Linked DNA regions of Mus musculus: region 1 is linked to region 2. A link is a contact called in public Hi-C data. All regions are on one chromosome and are shown on one strand. Each heading gives the region's core, a stretch centred on a gene start, on an enhancer-like site or on the middle of the called end of the contact. The rest is flanking DNA. Distances are from core to core; before and after follow the strand shown. Region 1 overlaps Scfd2 (Sec1 family domain containing 2). Region 2 has its middle 26 kb from the start of Gm34960.

Evidence for each region. Hi-C and Micro-C count contacts between places; a contact is called where the count stands out from the background.
Region 1: a contact with region 2 is called in a Hi-C map of uterus, with 2.9 times the contacts expected there. The contact joins two enhancer-like sites. A contact is called at or near these places in 1 of 39 promoter capture datasets (the 3T3-L1 cell line), 12 of 484 Hi-C or Micro-C datasets (cortical neurons, embryonic fibroblasts, embryonic stem cells and 3 more) and 1 of 115 datasets of contacts at active chromatin or transcription factors (fibro-adipogenic progenitors).

Annotation. Positions count from the first base shown.
Region 1 is chr5:74,301,885-74,307,084 of GRCm38.p6, forward strand. The region is part of intron 5 of Scfd2 (Sec1 family domain containing 2); the gene reads right to left. Among named protein-coding and RNA genes, the nearest start is that of Gm32064, 12 kb to the right of the region's middle. Within about 2 kb of position 3,082, at least 18 of the 459 cell types and tissues checked have an H3K27ac peak or open chromatin away from gene starts, as enhancers often do. A contact at or near this core is called in uterus, where this site is marked.
Region 2 is chr5:73,775,999-73,781,332 of GRCm38.p6, forward strand. No RefSeq gene overlaps it. Among named protein-coding and RNA genes, the nearest start is that of Gm34960, 26 kb to the right of the region's middle. Within about 2 kb of position 1,398, at least 50 of the 459 cell types and tissues checked have an H3K27ac peak or open chromatin away from gene starts, as enhancers often do. A contact at or near this core is called in uterus, where this site is marked.

The DNA of each region.
Region 1 (5,200 bases), core at 1,832-4,331, 530 kb after region 2:
TTGCCTCCCAGCATAGCTCTCCGGATCTCTGTTCTTTCTGAAATTCATGCCTCCATGTTCCCAATTTCTCTGCTTTCCTTTGCATTTTCATACTCCACTTAGATGTAAGCTTTCTTCTTGCTGACTCCCACAATGGTTGCTTACTCTTCCTTAAATCTTACACCCTGAGACTGGAGGAAGGAGACAGTCTTCATTAATAGAAGTTTCAAGGAAACTCCCTGATTCTAGATAGGGCCATTAGAAGGCAACTGTTTTCAAAGAACAAAGCACAACTCAAGAACAAGGATGCAGCTTGTCTGGGTGGAATTATATTACAAAACCCGAGGTGCTTTTTCAAGTCCACTGTCTCGTCTAGAATGACCTGCTTTGTGGAGGAGACTAAGGCATGTTTACAGCCTGCTTGAGTTCATACAGTGAAATAACTAAGGACATGGGAGTGCTTCCAAAAGCTATCACACAAAACCCACTCTCCTGCATGAGCCCCTAATGTGCTGATGGGTAGTTAGGAAGGTACACAGACACTGAGACAGGGAAAAGCTGGTGGAGGCCCTCAGATGTGCACACAAGCCACTAGAAGAAGCCAGATACCAGATCATATATCTTTTTTGCACCACCAAGGGGGAAGTACACTGAGGCCACTTAATCAACTTTTGGCAACATCAGTAGACAGTTCTGCCTGAGTATATGACGTGGAACTGAAATATTTCTCTTGGACTTTGAATCCAGTCCACTGTTTGTGCCTATTACAATACTGTTAGCTGCTAGCTGCTTTCTATAGCGTATGCCCCCAAAACGTGGCTAGGCATTCAAGTTCAGCACTTTTGTAGACCTGTCTTATTCCCCTCTCCCTTCTAGACACCTTTTACTATTTTGGAAAAATGTTTTCCATGAGCATCTCTCCATTATATGATTTCTCCACCCTTCTTTCCCTTGCCTATCTTACAAGGATGTCTACATAGCTACAATGTCCTTTCAACATTATCTAGTGTCTTCAGCTTTTACAGGGCTCTGTTATTTGCTAGATGTTAGAGAGAGCAAAAGGCTTGACTTAACAACATCCTCATGAGCCACCGCATTCTCATCTGCTGCTTCTTTCCTTGCCCCTTGTCCTTTCTTATGCTCTCCATTGTGCTGGTACAGAGATGGGGACAAGAGAGAGGCTGGCATCCTATGTGCACTGCACACGTGCTCTCTCTGGTTCTGTGGCTTCTGCTTGGGATTCTAAGGAAGGAGGCTCCAGCTGTAGTATGTAGTAGGGAATGAGGCACCACCTCCACTGAGCTCCTTTGTGTTTGGATTTGCACTGAACCACCATGAGGACCATCATACACTCCCTTTGCACGGTCATCCTGTCTCCCCACTTACCATCATCAGCCACAAATGGCTGGAGGCTTCTCCTCTTGGGAAACCATCATTTTCTTCCAGCACTGGCTCTGGGAGTGACAGATTTCATAGCTGCCAGCAGTACTTTCCCTGTCTCAGATTAACTTTCTTTCAGAGACCTTAAAACAATCTGAGTCCAGTCATCACTAATGTTATGCCCAAAGTCCTTAAAGGAACTAAATGAACAAAGGAGTCCAAGGCTGGCGACTTAGGGAAACCTTGGTTGCACAAATTAATTATTCCTAAGGATGGCATTTAGAAAGTTTTTGCTATTAAATGTGAACAGTGAGTGTCCTGAAGAAAAACATGGTATACAGAGATTTTCAAACTCACATGGTGGAAAAATATCTTTTTGCAACAAGCACCTTGTAGGACAGACACATTGCTGGATACCAGGGTCCAAGAAGTACAATGTCATCACCAGGCTTCATACCTGACAATGCTTTGTCTGGGTTTATAAAATTGAGATTTGATGCTGACCTTACGTATAATCTTTTTAACAGATATAAATTACCCCACCCTCCATTTCTATAAACCAAAGGGTCCCAACCATTTTGTTGCTTCCCGACACTATCTGACTTCATTCCTGAACTTTGCTAGTGATTCTTCTGGTCGCTGTGAGAAAATACTGACAGAAACAATGTAATGAAAGAGGGCTTCTGTCATCTTGTGGTTTATAGAGACTTAAGTTCATCATGGAAATGGCATGGCATTTCAGCGTGGTGGCTGTATGAAAGGAATACCTGGGAGAGCTTCTCCTATCAGGAAGCAGAGGTCAGACTGGAAACTGAGGTAGGCTATGAGCATCCAAAGGCTCCCAGTGACCCTCTTAGACCTACTCTGCAAAACAAAACAACAACCCAAAGAATACCCCACAGCACCACTGGCTGGGGATCAAATGTTCCAACGCGTGAGCCTGCAGGGGACAGTTCAGACCTAACACATAACAATTTGAAGCCATCTTTCTTGAGGAATGAGGGCAGGAGCAGCATGCACTTTCCTGGTGGAACACAGGATGGTGACACATGTCCTGTATCTTTCCCAGTGATGCTATCGTCCCGCTGGTCCCTGGACTGCAGGACCTCAGTCCTCACTGTGTTTTGAGGGCTGTGTTGATAGCTTGGAGCATCTCACCTTCTGAGTCCAGGGCTTGTGTTCATTTCCTCCTCTGGCTTAGGTTGGAGATAATGTTTTCCAGCCTCATATCTCCCACGGTGTCCACTGCCTCCACCCTGACTAGGAGTCTCCACACGTCTTACTCCTGCTTGACCAAGCTGATATTTTAGAGGTTTCTTCCTCAATTTCTATCTTGCTCTGGCCTCTAGAATAATCACTGTGCCACATTCCTGCATCTTTTGAAGTATCTTGGTGTTTATACCTGATAGTTAACTTTAGACTTCCTTGAAATTTATAGTTTCTTTCTTTAGGTTACTTAACAATCATTCTTTTTAATACTACTTTGGAGCCTAGTACCACTTTCTATGAGGTCACAGGGAGGTGCATCCAACTGAAGATGGCTCTAGAACAGACAGCTTTTGCACAACACCAAAGATGCTGACAGTGAAAAGACCAGCTCAGTGCACATAGGTCTGTGCTAGGAGATGCAGACACCCGAGCTTCTGCTGAGTGTCAAGGCTGCTTGGGGAGTCCAGCTGCTCCTTATACTACAGCAACGAGGACAGAACATTCTTGGCGGGAGTCCCTGTCCTTGTGGGCAAGTTGCCTTTAAACTAGACCTCCCAGTACCTGGCACACAACACTGGCTTCAGTAGATGCTCAATAAACATGTTTTAACGGACTATTGATTGAATGAAGGAATGAACAGGAGAACAAAGAGACAACATGGAAACAAACTATTGCAGGCACAGGCTTGGCCTTGGCCTTGAGCAAAGCTTTAGTTCTCTGTGCTTATTTTTCATGTTTTGGGATCCAGCCCTTCCCACACGTGTTTTTATACTCGGCAGACACTCCTCCATTACAAACACAGCGGGGAGAGTCTAGTCAGCCACATCCTTAGAAAAATGAAAATTTATAACTCTTTCACCTCTTTTGTTCCAAGAATAATTAATGTCATAAGACAGTAATGAGAAACCCTGCAAAACGCCTTCAAGAAATGAAGATTTTTTTTCCCCCCAGCACATCTTGAGTTCAAACACTTGCAAAGCACTAGCAATGCCTAATTTCACACTTTACATTTGGACTCAATTTTTCCCCTAGAAAGTTAGGCAAAAGACAGCAGGCCTGCCAATTCATGGACCAACTGTTACTATTCTGTATCTACTGCAATAAGCACATTGTTACCCAGCTGCTTTTACAATAAAACCCTGTCTGAAATCTCTGCACACCTTATGAGTTTCACTCCATCTTAGCTTTTCCCCTAAAGCAGTCACTCAGGTTCCAGTCCCCATAGAAGACACGCTCCAGCCTTCCACAGCTGCAGAGGCTTATGTCCTGAGAGATTTTCTATGTTACAATTCATGCTTCCAATCAAAACAGTGCCACAGTTGACATGATTTAGTGAGAAGAAGGACTTGATTAGGGTCCAGCACATTACCAAGCAAATATTAAACAACAGGGGATTTTTAATATGCAATAGTTGCTCTGTTCACAACAAAAACAAGCCAGAAACAATTTCCTGTTCTACGCTACGTGAAATGGAAGCTTGTTTTTAGGCAGCTGTGCTGTGCTGTGCACATCTTGGGGAAGCAGACTGCACCTAGGAGAGGTGCTGCAGCCATATAGAGCTCCACCCACATTTTAGAGGGAAACCAGCTGTGCTTCCAAATGGCAACAAGGACGCCTGCTAAGAGGCCAGGACTGTGCCTCCCTAGGACACTCCAAGCTTCTTTCTTGGGGTTCTAAATTTGGCCCACACTAAATTGTTAGGGACAACCTGTGGCTTGGACTTAAATTCTTTGATGATTTCAAAACACTGTTGTTGTTGTTGTATTCTCTATAGAAATATAAATAACACAGTATAAACCAGAGCCTGAAATGAGGGACAGAGAGAATAATTTTGGAAAGAATTTATGTATTATCTGTAGAGAAAAAGTAACTTTCTTTGCTGAGATTTGAGAAGAGTCCATTTTTCTTTTTCTTTAAAAAAATTTATTTATTCATTTATTTATTTATTTAATATATATGAATGCTCTGTCTTCAGACATATTTATTTATTTATTCATTCATTCATTCATTCATTTATTTAATATATATGAATCCTCTGTCTTCAGACATACTAGAAGAGGGAATCAGATCACAATACAGATGGTTGTGAGCCACCATGTGGGTGCTGGGAATTGAACTCAGGACCTCTTGAAGAGTAGTTAGTGTTCTTCACTACTGAGCCATATCTCCTGCTCCGAGTCCATCTTTTCATACCCAGAAATGTAGTTAAAAAAAAAAAGCAAATCCCAAACCAACCAACACCCTCCCCCCCAAAAAACCCAAAACCAACCCCCACCCCAATGTCCACCAAAATGAAACTACAGCAAAGACTAATAAAAAAGAGCCTGGCAGAAGTCAACAGATCATTAAGAGCATTCAGGATTGGGTATGGTTTTGACATTGACAAAAAGCCTTTCTCCGCTCTCATGGGCCACTGCATAGCAAGAGCTTCAAACTGCACAGGAGAAGAGCCTCACCTTCAGCCCTCTGCAGCAGCTGGGCACATGTGGGGCTGGGAGAGGCTGCTGAGCCTTTCTTTGTGTATGTGGCCTGGCAGGCAGGCTGCCTTGGTGAGTCGACCTGCAGTCCCAGAAGTACTCGGGGCTTCCCGTTTGGTTGTATGAGCTTTCTGGTACAGGTTCTAAATCTTCCT
Region 2 (5,334 bases), core at 148-2,647:
AGGATGAATGCAAGCTGCGAGGCAGAAGGCCAAGTGTTTAAACAGCCCTGGCTATTGATAGCAATCATATCATTTCTCTGGGCCTCCGTTTGTCTTTGAAAATACGATGTATATGACAGAAATCCCTGATTCCTACACAACACCGAGTCTAACCTTGTTACGTTCTGAGACCTTCTATGGGTGTTATTCTGAGATTAATGATTTCGTTCTTCACTGTTCTCCCAGGATGCATCAGGGATTCTGACCTGAACTCAGGAAGTCTCAGCATGTCACTGAATCCTCCATTGGGGAAAAGTCAAGTCTGGTGACAGCTATTGAGGTCACCAACACAATAGGGGATTAACCACATATGAATAAGGAAGAGCTGGCCTGGGGTGGGACTTAACATTTTCAGCCTTTCTTTAAACAAAGTCATAGCTGGAGAGATGCAGAAAGGAGCTGTTGCAGCTGGAGCAGAGCTCAGGATGGGTGCTGGGCCTCACGGATCTATGCCCAGGCTTTGGGAACAATGAAAACTACACCTCTAATTATTGTGCCAATTCTTGAAAATCTGTTTTGTGAAATCTTTGTTCTTTAAAAAGTCCTTTGAAAAATATTAAATATAAACTGTAATAACAAACCATTGTTAAATGGAAAATAATTAAAAGAATTTATTGAAATTCTTCTTGAGTTCTGTATTTTACGAGTAAGAGTGTCTGTTATTACAGTAGAATATTTCTTTCAGCCAAAGAAAGTAAGTGTTTATTCTCAGGAGTCCACCCAGCAGAAGGGTTCACAAAGTATCCTCTAAGTAACAAATTGCCCTAGTGTTCAGAAAACAGACCTTAATATGAAGGCGTTACAATTCAAATGCATGTATACCTATTGTAATGTCCAAAAGTGCCTGATTGCCTGAAAGAAGGACTGTCCTAAGTAACATAAATAGGCAAAGTACATGTTCCCTGGCAACCTGTGTCATCACGTGAAAGAACGTGACCTTACAAAGCTATCCAGTGTTCAAAACCCTCTACCTGCAGCACTTGCGGGTCCAACCCATGTCCCTATAGAGACAGCAAATGAGTCATACAGAAGTCAGGGGGAATTTTACAGTTCTGAAGAGGAATATTCTTCAGCTTTCTACTCAAATAGGTGTTATTAAACATACATACATGCATATGCACACACCTTCAAAATTAGGAAAGATTGAAAACCAACTTAAACATGAGAAGAAATCCCTGTCCATCAGAACCCCAGTGTGGACCCTCTAGAATCCAGAAGGAGGGCTCCTGGCATCTGCAACACTAGTGGGGGTGCCTGCCTGTTCACCAGTTTCTCCAGCATTCACTTGAGATACTGTTAACTCATGGGAAGTGAGTCTACACTTAGCAGGGCAGAGTTCTGAAGACAGCCTCAGGCTTCCCCGGGCCTCCCATCACGCCCTCCCTGACTTAGCGCCGGCTGGTTGATGTGTCCTGCTCTGTGTCATATTTTGTTCTCAGGCCAGAGATGAAGTCATGTGATGGCTTTATGAGCCACGCAGCTGCACAATATCAAGAGAAGGTTCCCTCCCTCTCCTCCTGGGGAGAAAATGTGCTGCCAAGCTCTGTGCTGTGACGGCCAGTTCTTAAGGTGCCGGGACGAGCTTGTTTTCCAAGAGGGATCTCACTCTTCTAAAAGGCTGGTCTCCAGGTCTCCCGGCCAGGTGGCCCATGGCTTTCCTCAAGGTTCCACACTGCACAGAAGTCTATACAGAGCCAAGACAATGCAGCAAGCACAGGGTTGGAGCATCCCAGGGACAGTCTCTAGGATTTAAGTTTCCATTTAGGGCAGGTTCACATGATTTGAGATTTGAGTCTCTCCTGGTTCACTCTCTGCCCTCCACCCCAATTTCCCATGCCTTTCAAGTGAATCAAATACTTTCTCCCAAACACTGAACATGACAGTCCCTCAGCAGAGTTGATTCAGTGGAGAAGACAATCAAAGAGGATGGTGTGAGGACCACAGAGGAGGATAATGAAGGTCAAGTTGAAAGCAAATATGATAGAAACCTTGGGAGAAAAGTGTATTTTTAAATAGCCACAAGTGCCAGGTATCTATGAATGTGAAATTATGAGTGTATAGTTATTAACACTTATTATAACTAAATGATATAATTTATATTAAGCAGAGATAGAATAATAAAATATTGCTTTTAAACTAGATCATTTTTCTCTATTTCCCAGTGTGTGAAAGAAGGCAGATCATTATAGGAATTTTTCAGATGGCTTTTTAAAGTCAGTGTTTCCCACAACACTTGCCTAGACAAAAGGGATTCACCCTATATATTTCTCTCAGAGACAGCTTTCCCTGGAACATGCAAAATGAAGGACACTCTGAAAGATGGATCAGTGTCCCCAGGTTTGTGCATCGCCGAAAGCCGTGGTGGTGATGGTCTGAGCAAGGCAGCACAATCTGGACGGGGCAGCTGGTGCTACTTCCTTCTCTACTGGGTCTGCATAGAAGGCTATGGCCATTCCTTCTCTTCCTCTAAATGGCAGGTAGGGTTTAAAGGATGTGCATTTGGAAGGACTTTGCTCTTTGGTCTTTATCAGATGGAAGGACATGGGGACAGGAAGGCAGTTCGTTAGAGATTCTGGGAGGTACAGTTCCTTGAGGAGTGTGGGGTGCTTCTAGAGACAGGTATTTGAGTGAGGAGGTAGATTCAAGATCTGCTTGAATAAGAGAGAGCGCTTTTGATGGGCGATGGAGAACATGCTCTCCCCTTAGAGGCCCTCAGAAATCAAAGCTCCTGGCTTCTTCAGTCTTTGGGCTCTGGGACTGGGACCAACTGTCGGATCTTTTAATACCACTTCTCAGATTTCCCAGTTCTCAGTCCTCTGGTCTAGACTAAATTGAACCATCACCAACGTGTCCCAGTTTTCCTGTCTGAAGATCATGGGATCTCTATACTCCTAAATTAATTCCTATAACAAATCTCATCTGTCTGTCTGTCTGTCTGTCTGCCTGCCTGCCTATATCCTTTTGGTTGTCTTTCTGGAGAACTATGATGACTACAACTTTGGTACTGACCTCATGGGCTCAGCTGGCTACATCTGTTAGGTACGTCTCATGTTTCTTACCTGTGTTCTATTAGTGGTCCATAGAAGTCCTGCAGAATGAGGAACCAGCATCTAACAGTCACTTCAGTGTGAACAGGAGGCAGACTGAAAGGAGCTTATGAACTTTCAAAATAAGGAGTCTACGAACTTTCAAAAAATGCATGCATCATCGAAAAATGGAGGCTTGGAATTTCTTATTTAAGTGACAGAAAGACATGAGGACAGCAAACATTCTCTTTGCAAGAAAAACATATCCTCCTGATGTACCTGCAGTGATCAGTTTATACTCAGATGAAGCATAGAAAGCAAAGAGACAAAGGTAATCACATATTACTCTGGAGTTGCATCTATAACTCTTCGAAGATGCTCAGCTGCTGGAAAAAACCCAAGTGCCTCATGCCAGAGAAGTGTGTGACAACCTTTCTGGAGAATGGGTGCAGATAAGGTCATAAACTGAATTAGAGGAAATGCTTTGGTCCTAGAAATTCCATCATGAGAAATGGCTACCACAGAAAGAAGTACAAGGAAACAGAAACTTTATGTCTGTGACAGTTCTTATATATGTAAGTGTCCCAGAAATGAAGGAATGCTTTAAGAATGTAGGTGTCCCTGTCCATCAGAATATTTAGCAGCCATATTTTAAAGAACTCCAGTGCAATATTAAGTTAGTCCTGTTGGAAAAGATGTTATTAAAGAGTGATGGTTTTTAATAGGGTTGGACTTTAAAAGTAGGTTATAAACAATATTGATTAACTTTTGGGAGAAAACTTGAACTATAAACGTTCCATCTCTGAGCTCCTAATCAGAGGATAAAGACACAGTGGTTCAGATGAGGGCATCAGCATGTTATGACAGTTGGAGAGAACATTAAAGAATGTTAAGACGATGATGACTTCTGTGGCAACTGCTGACACTATTACTCTTCTGCGTGGCCATTTTACAGTTTCCAAAACTGTAATAAATGAATAGACAGTATTTTCAAATCATAAAGAAAAATCTATAGGTTTTGTTAAAGATAACTGTTAAATATTTATAATTGTTTTTAATATAGCTTAATTTTAAATTCACAAACTTAGCTTTAAAGTTTTTATATCCTCTTGAATTTGTCATTTAATTATATATATATATATATATACATATATATGTATATATATATAAATGTATATATATATAATATCCTGATTACTGGCCTGCTGAATTATATATATATATATATATATATATATATATATATATATATATATATATATGTGTGTGTGTGTGTGTGTGTGTGTATACATTTATATATGTATGTATATATATATATTTTTTCTGATTACCGGTCTGCTAAAAGTAGCATTGGGAAGACTAAAATTTGTGCAAGTAAGGAGAGTGTCCAGACAAACAGAAATTATAAGTGTCACTTTGTGGCTTGGAGAATGCAGTAGGAGGGTAGGAGAGACCAGCTGTAGAGGTACACCAAGCTGGGGAGGTTGGATAGCATCCTGAAGGTCGTGGGGAACCTTGGAGAGCCTGTGGAAGGAATGCTTCACATACACAGATGAATGTTAGAAAGACTCCTTGGAGAATGGGGAGACAACCAGGGCTGGAGGCAGGGGAGGCTGTTGGGCAGGGCAGGGTAGGAGGCACTGCTGGCTGGGCTGAGCCTTGGGACCTGCTCAGCTGCTTGCTGCCAGTGTCACTTGGGCAAATCACTTCAGCTCTCTACACTCCTTAATTCACTCAACCAGGCAAATGTGAGTCTGCTCTGAGGTTTTCATCAGGATTAAATAAAAATGGTAGTGGTAAAATTACTTCTTACTGTTTTATGAGGATAATGATAAATGGGTTAAATATCAAACATACTGAGCATTCCAGCGAATCCTGTAGGACAGCCTTAAGCTCCTTTGTCTACAGTCTTCATCTTGAGTGTACTCGTCCAATCTGCATTCAGTGTTGGACGGTACCGGTCCTGCTCGCTGCCCCCTACCCCCCACCCCCGTTTTTACAACACCTAAAAAGAAAGCAAGCTGACATGGGAATGATTGATAGCATATTTTCTTCCTTGTAAGATGAAGGTGGAAAAGGTGGTTAGAATTTTTTATTTACCCATAAAGTCAATACTAAAAAAAAATCGCATAAATTTATTAACCACCCTATAAGGATCGCTACTCTTAGCAGTCACTACCACGGTCTCCAGTGCCCTCTACCTACGGCACTGGTAAAAGATGGTGGAACCTTTGGAGGGTGGGGGTTGGGGAACAAGTTAGGCCACTGA